2 separate regions of the Anser cygnoides genome follow, and region 2 is linked to region 1. Evidence: chromatin contacts called from public Hi-C data. All regions are on one chromosome and are shown on one strand. Each heading gives the region's core, a stretch centred on a gene start, on an enhancer-like site or on the middle of the called end of the contact. The rest is flanking DNA. Distances are from core to core; before and after follow the strand shown. Region 1 holds the start of LOC106039526 (plasminogen-like). Region 2 holds the start of ACAT2 (acetyl-CoA acetyltransferase 2).

Region 1 (4,881 bases), core at 1,089-3,588:
CAAACAGGCATTTGGCCCATGGTCTTTGCAGCACACCCCAGGCCTGCTCTGTGCACTGTTCTGTGTTCTGATTTACACAGTTGCAGAATAAAAGGCATACAGGCTATGAATCATACCCTGGCTTCCCCCTCATGAGTGACAGACATGCTAAAGAAGAGGAACTTCTTTCTTCATCATCTTCTAACCCTTTTCCTTCTGAGCCACTGCCCAATGGCAGCAGGATGGAGAGAAGGCAGCATCCTCCCACTCAGACCTATAGACTCTGATCAAGGGACTTTACAGGACTATTTAATTATGTCTTTGATACTGAAGGAATTTCTTTCAGGCAACTACTTCATCCTTCCCTAAGAAATGCTCTTCTGTAGTGTGAAACAGGCCAGCATGACTCCTGGTACAGTTAAATTCCTTCAACTGAGTGCCTGCAGTTGAGTATTGCTCTTTCTGATAAATTTGCATCTACAATGTAGAGTTGATAACATGGACATAAGAGCTAGACTATACTTCCTCTCACACCACTGCAAGTCCAGAGAGGTTACTAGATGTTTTTTTCTCTGAGTATACTATGGGACAGAGTGGCCCTAAGGGGTGACAGTTTAACAGTGTGCATGAAAGAAAAGCATAGTTAAAAATAAAATGAAGATAAAGTGGAAAAGGATACAATAAAATTCATGTGACAGGCACAGGACTCACAGATTCCACTAGGTATTTCAAAACAAAAATGATATTTAGATGAAGTCAATTGTGAATGAAAACATTAAACTGGGTTAAAAAAATAAAATGTCACAGCGGTGCTGTAATGCTCTCCACAACGTCAAGAGATTCAAGTGAAGAACTGAAGAATTCCCTGTATGGTGTAGCCTCCTTGCAACCTTAATTCTGTTCTGTTTTGACACTTTGACGTAACATTATCATAATAATTACAGCATTTAATTTTTTTAAAATATTGATTGGGTCATAACTTGTTAGGAAGGGCATAACACTTTAAGAAAACAATGAAACTACATGCAACTACAATAAAAACACAATACATTTTCTTGCTACCGCTTTCCCAAAGTCTATGGATTTTTTCAGTGTAAGAAAGATGTATTACTGCATTTTTCAGAAATGCAAATGTTTATAGCTATTCAATGAAAGACTTGCAAGCAGAAATAGAGTATTGTAGACAAAAGTAAAAACCCTATATTTTCCACCTCCTTATATAATTCTTACTTATTTGAGAAGCGTATTTGATTTGAATTAGGGTGTTTTTGAAAAACGCAGTTTAGAAACTAGAATTTAAAAATGATTGTTCTTGACATTAAACAGTATCTAGAATTTGTTATGCTGGGACTTGCCTCTAATATTTCTAGTTGCTAAAATCTATTCATACACTTTTCTAACTGTGACCCCTTTTATATTTTCCAATTACACATGAAAAACACATGTCCTTGTAGAAGGCTACTTGCCAAAGGTGCCACCATTTCTGGCCATTTGGCATGTTGGCAAATGCTTGCCATTTGTTCCCATGCAGACACCAAGGTTGTTGCTCTTCTCGTGCCTCTAACAAACACAACAGAGCAACCACAGCTCTCACTTCGTTCAACAGCAATTCTTGCCGGCCAGCAAGCCCCAAACCCACCATCATCCAGGTAAGTGGTGACACATGGATTTGGGGACCCGTCTCCACAACACGGAGCTTGCAAACATTTGGCCCCCATCTCACTCACACAAGTGGAAGGCAAAGGACTCTTACCTGAGCTGAGCACAAAAAGAAAGAGCAAGGCAGCTTTGCTAATTCCCATTTTGGCCCAGCTGGAAGGTGCTGGAAGTTGTGTGTGTCAGTGCACAAAGTTTTATTGACTTGCACTGGAGTGAGGCGGCATCAAACAAACAAGGCAGGCAGATTAAGTTAATCATTCTCCCGTGCTGTGACCCCCTTTGCCGTGGAGTGGACGTTCAAACAACCTTGAATTGGATATATTACCAAATCAGGCTCAGACATTTGTATTATTGGATGCTGGGAAATGTGAAGGCACTTTCTTGTTTTGTGAGACATGTTTTTGTTCTTAAATTGTTTGGTCTCACTTTGCTAGAGAATAGTCAAGAACAATGTTGCTGGGAAGCATGGGGAATTGTTTGTTCAGGCAGAACTTGTTTTTTTCTTAACACTAGAGTCCCAGTGGTAATTTTAGCCATGCACACTTATACTGGTTTGTAAGGACCAACTTCAATTTAATCTCAGGGTAAGCACTCAGGGTAATCTCAGGGTATTATCAGATTGAGACAATATTAACACTTGAAAGATGGTTTAATATAACTTTTATTCTTTTTTTTTCTTTTTAATCAAATAATTCAAATAAGATTTTTTATTTTTATTTTTTTTTTGGTGGTGTTTTTTTTTTTTTATGAGTAAGACTTAGAGGTCATTTTGGTTCAATGCCTAGCATGTCATAACTTTATGTTTAAGACCCATAGATAGCTATTTAGTGTTCTTCCTTTCCAGACATTTAACCTCATATTGTATGCATAAACTCATCCAGTGAGGGTGTCAGACTTTGCTCATTATTATACTGATTTCAACATCAGCTCTTCTCTGCATTTCCAAGTGGCCTTTGCCTTGGAAAAGTTACCTTGCAGAACTGTTTAATGGCTTCTCTTGCATGTTAGGTCACTGGTGGAGCTTCAAAACAATTTGTGTTATCAAATATGCTAGTGACTCACCTGAGGCAGGATGGGATGCTGGATGAGGAAAACAGGCTTGAATGTGCACCCCTGGGTCAAGAAATTCAGACTTTTGCAACTGAAGGCAAATAAGTTCATAGAATCATGCGCTGTATCTAAAAAATAGTGAGTCTATCCATGATCTTTTTGCACCTACTTTAAGTCTAAACTACATTGTAGTGAGAGTCTGGGATAAGGTTAGGGATGAAGGAGTAAATGTGTATGAGAGCAAACTGTAGTGTGGGTACCAGATTAGCTGCTATTTTACAAATGGGTACCAGATTAGCTGCTATTTTACACGTTCTACGAAAAATCCAGAGCTGGTCCTGCTTGTAGTTTTGCGTAGGGTGCTGTAATACCGTGTTATCTATTTTTCTATGTTTGATGTTATTTTAATGTGACTTGTGAAATACAGCAAAGCATGGGCCATCAGTAGAATCTTGGGAGACCAGCAGGGAACCAAAGCAGATGGGCCCAAGAGAAGAGGTGATGGGAGCTGAATTTAGCTGAGGAAAACTCAGTTCCTTACCAGTTTTAGGAACAATTAACCATTGGGAAAGAAGGATGAAATGAAGGAGCAGATCACAGAGTAAGCTTTGGTGGCAAATAGGCTTTGGAGAGCTACTGAAGGCTCACTTAGTCCCACATGATATTCACAATCTTAACCCCATTTTCCATTCTCACTCCAGATCCTGGTTTCCTCTCACCCATTCCATACCTCTGGTGCCCCAGCCACCACCTTGGCCCAGCCCAGCCAGTGTGTGCTCACCTATCCTCATGTCTTGTTAGCTTGCCTATGACCTTCCTGAAATTGCACTGCCACACACAGAGGGGGCAGCTGGCACCTTTGGTGGACACAGTGCTGCCCCACAGCCTTGGTGCAGTCTGGTTTGGCCACTTGGAGCTGCTGCATGGGCCCAATGTCTTGGTGGGACATGGCTGCTCTGTGGCTGCACTTTTCTCCTTCCTCCTCAGAATAGCCCTGCCCTCCCCAGTGCCTCTGCCATCTTCCCCACTCCTCTGCATTCTCCATTTCCAAAGGTATTCTCTGGGTTGCCACATTACGGTGCCCATCTGGTGGTTAAGGTGTAAGAATAGAGCTATATATTCGGCTTAGATGCGGCTGTTTCTCCTGTGCACACTGGAGTTGATTCCCACCTTTCTGGCCCTCCCAGCAGGGCCTTGGGGCCATCCTCAGTTCCCATTTTCCTGCCAGGGACTGATTCAGTGTCAGGTTGTTCAGCTGCCTCTGTGCGCAGGCAGAGTTTGGAGAGGCTGGGAATAGGGAGTTGCAAGTGCCCGTGGGATGAGTGCTGTGCCTGACACACCATCTTATATCATCTGGGCCTGACTTGAGGCTGCAGGTGGAGGACAACCCCTCCAAGTATCCATCTTGGCTGGCCCTCAAGAGCAAGTGTTGCAGGCCTGGCTCTGGTCTGCCCTTTGCGGGTGGTGAGACTGATGGTCTCACGCGCAAGCTGTTTATACTGTCCATGGCTCAGTTTGATTGAGTTACAAACAAACAAACAACAACACCAACAATTTATTTGGGAGAAGGGGGAGGATTTGAAAATCTTTTAAACTGAGTTTGTAAAATATTGATAAACATAATGTGTTAGGAATTTTAGTCAGAAAAGCTTTTCCTAAAAGTTTTCAAAACCAAAAGAACTACTTGGTGTAGCCAAAGATGTGTTGCCACATCACTCCATCCAGGAGTCCGTATGTTTGGGAACATTTTCAGGCACCATGCAAGCAAGCACTCTTTTGTAAACCTTCTTCATGTTAAAGGCCCACATATTGTCTTACGGGTTTGCAGCAGTTTCCTTTTTTAGGCTTGGGAGTAGCTCTTGTCTCAATTTCATTGCATTAAACCTGGTTAAAATGTGTCTACTTCAGTGCAGCTGAGAAAAGAAAATCTGGATTCCCATTTCTTTCAAGGATGATAATCCAGATTTGGAGAAAGATAATCTCTCTCTATGTTAATGGATTTGGTACTGGAAAACTGGATATGGGAGAATTGTCAGAAATCTGTTTTGGTATAATAATGCTTATTCTGTAAGTTCTTAATGTGAAAATGTCAAAATGCAAGAAGTGTTTCATCAGCCAGGCTGATGATCCTCACTGCTGTCTTGTGACAAGGAAGTGACCTCTCATGGCATCATGTTTAAAATGAGCTGTTTT
Region 2 (4,881 bases), core at 1,662-4,161, 230 kb before region 1:
ATTCAGGTGAGAACTATGGACCCCAGAATTACCAAGTATGTTGAGGTGTCAAAATTATTGAGGCAGGGTCCACTCTTATCTTTGAAGGTGCTGGTTTTAATGCACATTGTGCACAAGTATTAAAATGTGTTTCACGCTGCTGACAATTAGAAAAAAAAAAAAAACAGAAATGCAGAAAACCAGGATACTCTTATCACTGTTAGTAAGAGAAGTCCTGAATGTTGGCCGATTATTTTATATTAAATTTAAATACTAGAATTATCATACCCTACAGCAAAGAGACAGCTCCATAAAACATGAAGATGGATCATTTCTGATTCAAACTTAGGTATTGATCTTGGAAACACATTGGCATCTGCTTATTTCACTGCCATGAATGTCCCTGTGCAGCTGCAGATCAACTGTCAGCATCAATGAGGATGTCAATAACGCTACATCTCCACAGGTGACCAGAGGAGCACACCAGTTTCTTATCACTGTATAATACAGAATGATGCAAGACAACATGCATGGGGAAGGAGAGGAGACACATCTTCCCAGAGGAATCCCATATAGGTAAATAGGCATTTTTTTTCCTGTAAGGAACCCAGCAAAGTTAATATTAGCACCATTACTTGGGAAGGAGATTTTAAAAACTAGAGATCTTCATATAACAGTAAAGTTGTAAAATTATTAAAAAAGAAAAAAAAAAGTTTTTTCTATCCTCCTTTCAAGATTTACGAATTTAAATTATTTTTTTTTTCCTGTAAAAGATGTGGCTTTTTTTTTTTTTTTTAACTCACATCCTCAACAAAAGTATTGCTGTAAATATTCACCAACCAAATGTCAGATTTATGGTAGAAAGCAAAGGTTTCATATTTTGGTAACAACACTGATATCTGGACAGGCTAAATTTAGAAAACATTTTTTAGCAAAAGAGTAAATCAGTGAACACTGAACTGCTCTAAGTTTTAGCCTATTCCTAATAAAACTGAGCAACCATTACCAAAGGAAAATGCCCAAATCTTTGAGTATTTTACACAAGGCACGAGTCCATTTCATTGTGTTCATGGGAAGATAACACGTAAACTTTGTGCAACATAGCCTTACTTTTTGAATGTTAGTGGGTTAAGTTCATTGTTCCAAACTGATGTCCTAATTTTTCCTGACTGAATTTCCCAGAGCCTAGATTTCCAAGAAACGTGAAAATGTACCGGCATTGGGCAGTAGGTTGCTATTGGTTATTATGCTGCTCATTAACTACACTGCATTCAAAGCACAGCTGCCTACTAATGTTTAGTCATTTTTTGGTATGTTTAAATAACTTAACTTTGATCTGCACCATACAAGTTTCCTAATTATTTGTCTTGTGCAATTGCTGTTGTTTTGTTCCTTTACACATTCCTGTTATGCATTTGGATCTCATCCTGGACACTGTCCAAGCAGAGTTAAACAGTATAACGAAAGTCAGACAAAAATACCTGGATAAAACTTGTTTGATTCTGCCATTTTGGGCTGGCCCAGCATTACAGGCTGGTCCCTCACTCCTCTTGAGCTGGAAAACAATTCAGCTGTTTGTGGTTGAGGACAAAATAGCAGCAAGTCAGCTCATTGGCCTGAGCTGTCATGAATTCACTAGGCCCCCTTCAAATTCAAACTCTTTCCATCTGTTGGCAGATTAAAGATCAAGTGTGGAGAGGATGCTGATATTTGGAAAAAGCTTTAAATAAAAGGCAATCCTGTCTGTAAGACTTACTTCAGATGTACTGTCATTTTTGGACTTTGCACACCTGCTGACATTTAACGTTTTCTGGGCTCTTCTTACATTATTGATTTTGTATTTGCATTGATGACTTCAAACTGTAATCAGTCAAATATTGCATTAAGAATGACGTATAGGTATACAGGACAGTTGATAAACTAGGTTACTTGGTGCTGCCTCCGTATGAGTCAGTCTCTACTGAATTTTGAAAAGATGCAGAGACTACTTTCAGTCGTAGAGGGTTGCCCAGGAACTGCATGATGTTCTTCTAAAACAACCACTTTTTTATAGCTTAAAATCACATATTCGGGAGTTTTGCTTGTATGGTAGATCTACTAATTGCTTACTGATGAGTCTTTTGAAAAGGCTCCAGACATGGTTTTGTCACCCAGGTTTAATCTGAGGTCTCCGTTAGCATTACCAGCTGCCCTGGCCACACAGCATTGGTGAAGACAAGCTGTGGTGCATGCCTGTTGCTGTTTAATGCATCCTGAGGTGACTGGTAGATTAGTCCACCTAAGGATTTGGCTGCCCACAGGATTTACCACAGATTTCTGCGCCTGAAGACATCTGAGATAATTCTTTTTTCTGTTTCACTTATGCCAACGATGTTGTTGTAACGGTGAAATCTAGATTAACGGTCTTGCTTTCCGAAGTTGTGTTACTTTCCTACGTAGTAACGCTGTAGGTTTTTACATTTAAAGTAAGATTAGAGTCTGATGTGAATCCAGTTTGGGAATTGCACTGCTTCTGTCACTCGGCGTTTCCATACAGAGGACTCAAATGCATTTTATGCATGCAGATGTAACCCCAGCAGCTTCAGATCAGTCAGAACACGCGGGGTGTGATTACAGGTGCACTGTTGCTGCATACGCCGTCACGTACATTCGTCATCACACAGTATTTGCTTTTTTAGGACGTAATTTGTCCCTCGTTTTTTTTTTTTTTTTTCTAAAAGCCCTGCCAAACCGCGCTGCTGGCACTCAAGCTAATGTCAGGCTGCACCCTCGGGCACCGCCCGGGCTGGCGGGTCCCTTGGGCCGTGACTCAGCACAGGAGGGGCAGGCTGCAGGGCACCCCTCGGCTCCCCCCTGTTCTCCCCTCAGCGGGTCCCGCCCCGCCCGCGGCCCGGCCCCGCCCGGCACCACGCGAGGGGCGGCGCCGGCACCACGCGAGGGGCGGTCCCGGTGCCGGCCCCGCTCCCGTGCCGTGCCGTGCCGTGCCGTGCAGGATCCGGCTCCGGCTCCGCTCACCGGCCTCGGCTCGGCTCGGCTCAGCCATGAGCGCAGACCCCGTGGTGTTCGTGTCGGCCGTCAGGACCGCCGTCGGTGAGGGGCCGGGCGGCGGGCGGCCCCCAGCCCCCAGGGCGCGGTGTCGCAGGGGCTGCGGGCGGGCGGTGACCGCTCTCCTTCCTCCCTCTTCCCCTCCCTGTGTCTCCTCCAGGCTCCTTCAACGGCGCCCTGTCCGCGCTGCCGGCACACGAGCTGGGCGCCGCCGCCATCCGTGAGGCGCTGCGGCGGGCCGGGCTGGCCCCCGAGGAGGTGTCGGAGGTGGTCCTGGGCCAGGTGCTGGCCGCAGGTAGGGCCGGGGGCCCTGGGGCGGCGGGGGGGGACACCGCGGCTGGGTCCCCGCAGCGCTGTGCGTGCCGGGGGCTGCTTCTGAGGGGGTCTTGGGGCGGGGCGGGGACGGGGGGTGCTGGCATTCCGGGGGCTGGCAGCGTTCCCTTTGTCACAGCGCTTCTCTGACAGCGACAGGGCTCCAGGGCTTGGATGGAGACGCAGCCCGCTTCTCTGTTCGGCTGGGAGACCCACCTGCGGGGTCTGCCGTGCCGCTTGCTTACACACAACCGGCTCGGTTTCGTGGGAATGCGGATACAGGGAATTGTTCGCTTTGACACGGCCATGTGCTTTTTGCAGGGTAATGTTTGATCAGCAGAGCCGCAGGGCAGACCAGCCCCTCTTCTAAAGAGGGAGGAAGAAAATAAAAGAAATACTTTCATATTTAAAGCTGATTCAGATTTCTGTGAATCTAGCTCATGGTGAGAGAGCATGCTGTGCTCTCCTTATCTCCACCTTTACATACAAAAGAGCTGGCCTCGCTTTGGCCTGGGGAGATGCAGATGAAGAATATTGCCTTTGTATGTAGTGCTCCTATTCTCTCTACAGCAGATTGCAAGCAAGAATGAATGGAAGCTTTCATTTGCACAAATGTGCTTATGGTTTCCAGGGGAATTTTTGGGGAAAGTTGTCTATTCACAGTGTACAGAAGATATCAGAAATAAACCCTTCAGCTAGCAGCAATTTAAATCAACTCATATCTTATATATGTGCAACAGGTTAGTGCCAATTTGAAACTGAATAAATGGTGTTTAATCTCACCAGCAGTCAACAGCAGAGTTGCAAATACAAAATTATGAGTAGCAAGTGGCTGAAGTCACTGATCTTACTATTGATCAATAAACCATATGTATAAATGAGAGAGGTAACAGCTGCTGGGAATTTCTTTGTCTACCAACTAAAAACAGGAACAAGCTCTAAAGGTTGGTGGAATTGGAAAGTGACAAGGCCTGTTTTGCTTTTGGAGAGTAGACAAGGAAAACCCCTGTGTGTTCTTGCAGGTGCTGGTCAGAACCCTGTTCGGCAGGCAAGTGTTGGTGCAGGAATCCCTTACTCTGTGCCTGCATGGAGCTGCCAGATGATCTGTGGGTCTGGCTTGAAAGCGGTATGTCTGGGTGCCCAGTCCATAATGACAGAAGAGGCCAGCATTGTGGTTGCAGGAGGAATGGAAAGTATGAGCAAGGTAAATCAAAAGATTGCACTCTCATTTTCTGTCTTAAGGGGAACAAACAGCAATGAAGTTGAATGTTGAAACCATGTATTTCAAGGCTAATGCTTTGGAGGCAGTTTCTGCACTTGGAAATTAATTTACACATGCAAAAATGGTCTTTTATAGCTTTTTTTTTTTTTGATGATACTGTAGCTACTTAAAAAATGCTGTTGCAAACACACATCACATTTAAAATACGATTTTAATTCCTATCTAGCCCTCTGGTGATGAATTATTTGCTTGAGACAGCTGGCAATAGCAAGGGTTGCTTTTGTGCTGCAAGAGGCCCAAAGCATGAATAACTGGAAATGTTA

Evidence for each region. A called contact is a pair of places that touch in the nucleus more often than the background predicts.
Region 2: a contact with region 1 is called in a Hi-C map of liver, with 2.1 times the contacts expected there. The contact joins the promoter of ACAT2 here to the promoter of LOC106039526 in region 1. A contact is called at or near these places in 2 of 7 Hi-C or Micro-C datasets (both in liver).

The regions. Positions count from the first base shown.
Region 1 is chr3:50,200,523-50,205,403 of Taihu_goose_T2T_genome, reverse strand. It overlaps LOC106039526 (plasminogen-like), which reads right to left and starts at 2,338. Exons shown (of 19, transcript XM_048067860.2): 1 at 1,733-2,338. The coding sequence starts at 1,781.
Region 2 is chr3:50,429,774-50,434,654 of Taihu_goose_T2T_genome, reverse strand. It overlaps ACAT2 (acetyl-CoA acetyltransferase 2), which reads left to right and starts at 2,911. Exons shown (of 9, transcript XM_048067897.2): 1 at 2,911-3,069; 2 at 3,185-3,319; 3 at 4,359-4,540. The coding sequence starts at 3,021.